2 separate regions of the Mus musculus genome follow, and region 1 is linked to region 2. A link is a contact called in public Hi-C data. All regions are on one chromosome and are shown on one strand. Each heading gives the region's core, a stretch centred on a gene start, on an enhancer-like site or on the middle of the called end of the contact. The rest is flanking DNA. Distances are from core to core; before and after follow the strand shown.

Region 1 (2,919 bases), core at 99-2,598, 75 kb after region 2:
AATGTCCTGTGAGGGAAGAGAAGCTTCTATTTTTTAAAAAGTATGAAGAAGAAGACGCTTGGTAGAAATTCCAGTTCCTCCAGGGTCAGCACTTGAGGAAACACAAGTATGTGCTCGAGGTTGGATTTGTGCTCTGCTCATCAGCTGTACTGGTTTAAACCAGCCGGTGGCGTAAGAATGTGAGGCTGATCTCTTACTGACAGTGAGGCATGGGAACACTGTGCCCATTTCAGTGTAGCTGTAAATGCTCCAGCAGAAGTAACTTTCTTTCCTTGTCACCTTGCCTACTATGGAGTATGTGGCTATCTTATTGAGATCCCAGACCCTTTTCCTACACCCCATCCCAACCTCTCACTTTTAGCAGTTTGACTGCTTCCTAACAGAGCAATAAGGACCCAAAGAGGGATGAGTGAGTTGAACAATGAACGCGTAGGTTAGGTTCAGCACCTCTAGCGCCCTCTCACCCAGGACTTGCCCTATCCAAACCACAGCTGAGGTTTCCTGGGATCCTGGGCCTCAATATCAAGGCACCATGTTCTCGACACCCAGACTTTGAGTTTCTGCTCTCCACTCTCCTCGCTCCCCAGTGGCATACAGATTAGCTCACTTCTTTAAGAGCAAGGTGGAATGTTTCTGAGTAGCCAGACCAGTAATCAGTGGCCAGTGGTCATTTCTCTTTCTCATAGATACCCAGAGAAATACATGTGTATGGTTGCCATGCCCTGGTGTCTCTTGCTTGTTGCTATAGATGAAAGCAACCTTAACTTGGGAAAAAAAAAAGAGAAAAGAAAAAAAAAAAAAACTACAGGAACATGGGGAGAATTCCAAGCCATTAGAGGACAGTTGGAGTCTGTACATGTCAGCTGCATAGATCACAGGGGAAATTAAACACGGGTACATTCTGTGGTCATAAGAACAGAATTCTCAAGAAAAGCTCTTTGCATTCCTGGGCTTATCACTGAATTCCACAGATCAAGATATCCAGGCAGATTGCTACTTAATGTGTTAGTTACTTCATTCCAAGTCTGCAGTGTCTAGAAAATGCCACGTTTAGCTATATTTGGGTGATTCTCCACAACCAGTCTTAAGAACATTTATTTTCCCCGATCTGGCAAGTATTTCAAATTGCATCACAGTGCACAGGAAGAAAGTAGGCATTGTTAAAAGGACAGGAAAAGAGAAAGGAAGAAAGAAGTCAAGCTGCGAGGCAGGTGCTTATTGAAAGGGGATACAGCTTCAGTTTGTTTACATCCGTACTTCTGGAAGGAGGCTCCAGACTGTGTATACCTCAGAGCTGTGCTGCACTGGGTCACAGTGCCCCGAGGGTGTATTCTTAAGTGTGATTCACAACTATTTATGTCATTTGAAAGGAATTCTTCCCCCTTTCCCAACCCCCCCCCCCCCCCCAAGCAGAGGAGCATGGAAGAGAGTCTACAAAAGGGATGTTTTAGTTGTACTGCCCAGCCCACTCCGTTGGCCCACTGTGTCCTGTGGCTCTTTGTGAGTCTGTACATGTGTACATCCTGGATGGGCGCCTTCTTTGAATTGTTCAGATCTCAAGTTTCTTCTTTTGGAAAACACTGTGATCTTTATTATTTCAAATCTATCTGGGGCTTTCTAGCTGCAGGCTCTGAGCCTTCTGACTGAGCCGCCTGCAGGGGGTCAGGCCGGGTCATTGGGAAACTATTCATTCTGCTTCATTCTGACAGAAACCTCCTGTTCTACCCTCACCTTCCAGGAGAGGTGGGAAACAGCTCTGGGTTCTGTGGACTGTATTGGAAGCCTAGAAGGAAAGGGCTTTCCTAAGCTTGGTAAATACAAAATGATTTAAAAAAACCAGACCAGATTCTAGGTACAGAACCTAAGAATGGCCCAAGAAACGCAGTCTTCCAAGGGACAGCAGCGAGGTGATGAACAAACAAACTTAGGAGTTTCTGTTGTCTGACTCTTAGCTGCTTCTCCATGAATGAAGTGGGGAACCCCTGACCGGTTTAGGATTGGGTTTCTGAAGTGGCAGTCAGCAGTGACTGGGCACAGTAAGACAATAGTTCTAAAGATGTAGTAGTGTGGAGTCTAAGAGAGGCCATCTCTGAACTGTGAAAGACACTAATTGCCAATAGCCATTTCTTTGTAGCAAAGCTTCCAGTACATTTGCATGTTGGACCTAAGATACTTTGTTCTAAGAACAGAAAGTGTTTTGTTTGTTCTGATACTCATTGTGGTTGAGAGGTAACCTGGGTCTTTCAGTCTGTTTAATGCTCTGTTGTCAGAGTTGAGAGTCTCACACGTATATGAATGAGGACTGGCTGGAGCTTGCAGAGTGCCTGGGTTCAGCTCCCAGCACCCACATGGGAGCTCATGGCCTTCAGTAATTCCAGTTCTAGAGGGACTCTGATGCCCTCTTCTGGCCTGTGTGGACACCGGACATGCACTGTGGCGCACAGACACACTTGCAGGCAAAACACTCATGCACTTAAGATAAAAATGACTAAACCCTTTTGAAAAATGAAAGTAGAAATGAACAAGAAATCGTACTCTTTGATTTTATACTGGGTCCCAGAATTTACACCGCAGGCCTGCTCTTTACAATCTCCACTGCTCTCCTCAGGAGGCACAAGGTGCTTAGCCATGAAGAACCCTCTGCAGGAGCGCCCCCTGCAGGAGCACCTCTCTTGCCTGCGAGCTCCCCGCCGAATGACCAAAGGTTGAGTTTCAAGTGCTCCTTTGGGTTACTTCCACCCCTTTTTCCCTTTTGTTTTCGATCCCCAGCTACCTAAAAGCCTGGGCTCAAATAGCAGTTTCTGTGGAAGGTTCCAGATCATCCTTCATCCTGTCTCAGGTAGTCAGCCGACAAGGTGATGTGCAGGCGGCAGGTTACAGAACTCTTCCCCTGGAAATGAAGTGTCTTCCCAGAATTAT
Region 2 (2,700 bases), core at 36-2,535:
AAACTTATGTTGCTAAGCTTGCCCTGAGATTTCTAACTCTATGTAGTAGATAGTAAATCCTAATTTCTTTCACTATTTCTCTTACAATACGAGAGGCAATTCTGAATGTCACTGAATAGGCAACATTCTTGCTGAATTCCAAGCCCAGGGTCAGCTCAAGGACTACCTAGGGCATTGATGAAGGCCAGGAAGCAAAGTTCGATTTTGCTTAGGTATTTGGCAAGTCATTGCTTGGAGGCAGCTATAACAAAACAATACTGAAAGGAAGCACACAGATCCATTCTCAAGGACAAGTTTGGAGCATACGTGCTATGGGATGCCACAGTTCCAGGAGACTAAGTTTACGTGAACTTTTCGCCTCAGGACTTCATCCAGGTTTCTAGTCCTGTCACGTGTGTCACTACTAGAGTGGATGTAGCAAGTCCCCTCAGCTATGTGAGGGTCCTTTGTGTCCTTGCTGTAGATGATAACTTTTAGATCAGTCTGTATTGTTTGCACAAAAGGGTAGTTTTTTTTTTTTTTTTCTTTAATGCCTTTTGTTTGTTTGTTTCCCAGATTAAACCTAGGTCCTTTCATGAGCTAGTGAGCGTTTGACTACTGAGCTATATCTTCAATGTTGCTTTCTTCCCTCTCTCCCCTCCCTCTTTCCCTCTGTAAAGGTTTGGAGACAGGCCTCACTCTACAGCCCAGGCAGACCTGGTTTAGTTTTATTTTTTCTCAGCTTGTAGACAGCTGCTACAGATTATGAAATATTACTGCACTTGCCGAAATGAGGCATATTGTTTTAAAAAGTCAACATGAGAGACAAACAAATTTACTTCATTGAACGGTTTGCTGAACTTGGAGGATGGGTGAGGAGACCATTCTTGGATGCCTGAGCTGAGACAAACCAGAAGAATATTTGAGGAAAATAAAAAGGATATTTGGCATAGTGAGCGGAAGATCCTCTGGCTCACACAGTGAGAGGAAAATTGGATCAGTCATTCTGGAAACTACATGGAATCAAGCAGCAAATGGGAGCAGAGTTTTCCAAATGTGTGTTTGGGGAATAAAAAACTAACAGATAGCCCTTGTATTTGTAGGACAATATGAAGAATTAATCAAGGAGTTCAAAGGTAATGAGGAAATAAAACCCAGATTCTCTTCAATGTTTGTTAAGTGAAAGAGAAATAGATGAACAGGCAGGGGTCAGCTGGGGTTTCTGGAAGCACAGAGTTGGCTATGTAGAGCGGCTTTACAAGGGACTCCTGGCCCAGTATTAGCAACCCATGTCCTCACAGCTGTATTTAGTTATGTCTTGTTCCTGGCTTGTCCCTTGCACTTTTAAGAAGCCAGCAATGTCTCAGCGCCCAGGATGGTGGGCCAAGATACTAAGGTTCATCTTTCAATGTCTTGGGCTGATTCACAGGGAAGACAAAAGTTGTAAAAGCATGTGTTAGAATTTTGGGGATGACAGACACATGAGAAATAATCAGTTTGACTCCAACAACTGGATTCTATTTGGAAACTCCTAGTCTCTTAGGACAAAACACATAATCCTATTTGGAAATTCCTCGTACAGCCACAGATGGGAGATTGGTTCTTTCTTTCTTTCTTTCTTTTTTTTTTTTCTCAAGCCCACAAATTAAAAAGTACATAATCCAAAGATAACTTAACAGTAAGTATTATAACAAATTCTTAGTTTATTAATTTTTCCAATGTGAATCGTAACTATCCACTCAATACAATGATTTTACATTTTTTCCACTGGCTGCTAAAACACACTGGAAATCTTCTCAGATCATGGTGGCAGCTCTCTGCAGGGTGGCCTTCCTTGAAATAACTTATTGGCTTTAGCTGATTGCTGTATTGTGGACTAGTCACTGTGTTAGGTCAGATGGTAATCAGGCATCAGTGGAGTGGGGAATCCAGTAAATATTGCATGCTTCCTCATACTCTGGGAGAAATTCATGTTTGTTTTTTGTTTTTTGTTTTTTGTTTTCTCTGTAGGCTCATGCCAAAGTCTGGCATCTCTACAACACCTCTTTCCGCCCCACACAGGGAGGCCGGGTGTCTATCGCCTTAAGCTCCCATTGGATCAATCCTCGAAGAATGACTGACTATAATATCAGAGAATGCCAGAAGTCTCTTGACTTTGTGCTAGGCTGGTTTGCCAAACCCATATTTATTGATGGCGACTACCCAGAGAGTATGAAGAACAACCTCTCGTCTCTTCTGCCTGATTTTACTGAATCTGAGAAGAGGCTCATCAGAGGAACTGCTGACTTTTTTGCTCTCTCCTTCGGACCAACCTTGAGCTTTCAGCTATTGGACCCTAACATGAAGTTCCGCCAATTGGAGTCTCCCAACCTGAGGCAGCTTCTGTCTTGGATAGATCTGGAATATAACCACCCTCCAATATTTATTGTGGAAAATGGCTGGTTTGTCTCGGGAACCACCAAAAGGGATGATGCCAAATATATGTATTATCTCAAGAAGTTCATAATGGAAACCTTAAAAGGTAGGCTTTCAAGAAAAATCCCATTGTTTTGCCAAAATTCACACATGCACACTCCCCCCAACACACACCACATACACCCTCCACAATACACCCCATACATACAACACATACCACATACCACACACACATCATACACCACACACACTGTATCATACACACACATCATACACATATGCATATCATATATGCACATGTCACAC

Evidence for each region. Hi-C and Micro-C count contacts between places; a contact is called where the count stands out from the background.
Region 1: a Hi-C map of extraembryonic ectoderm shows a contact between it and region 2, with 2.8 times the contacts expected there. The contact joins two enhancer-like sites. A contact is called at or near these places in 11 of 484 Hi-C or Micro-C datasets (embryonic stem cells, extraembryonic ectoderm, morula and 2 more) and 2 of 115 datasets of contacts at active chromatin or transcription factors (both in embryonic stem cells).

The regions. Positions count from the first base shown.
Region 1 is chr5:151,053,228-151,056,146 of GRCm38.p6, forward strand. All of the region lies in intron 7 of Stard13 (StAR-related lipid transfer (START) domain containing 13), which reads right to left. Among named protein-coding and RNA genes, the nearest start is that of Kl, 100 kb to the left of the region's middle. Within about 2 kb of position 1,349, at least 80 of the 459 cell types and tissues checked have an H3K27ac peak or open chromatin away from gene starts, as enhancers often do. A contact at or near this core is called in extraembryonic ectoderm, trophoblast stem cells and uterus, where this site is marked.
Region 2 is chr5:150,978,621-150,981,320 of GRCm38.p6, forward strand. It overlaps Kl (klotho), which reads left to right. Exons shown (of 5, transcript NM_013823.2): 2 at 1,990-2,500. Among named protein-coding and RNA genes, the nearest start is that of Kl, 27 kb to the left of the region's middle. Within about 2 kb of position 1,286, at least 17 of the 459 cell types and tissues checked have an H3K27ac peak or open chromatin away from gene starts, as enhancers often do. A contact at or near this core is called in extraembryonic ectoderm, trophoblast stem cells and uterus, where this site is marked.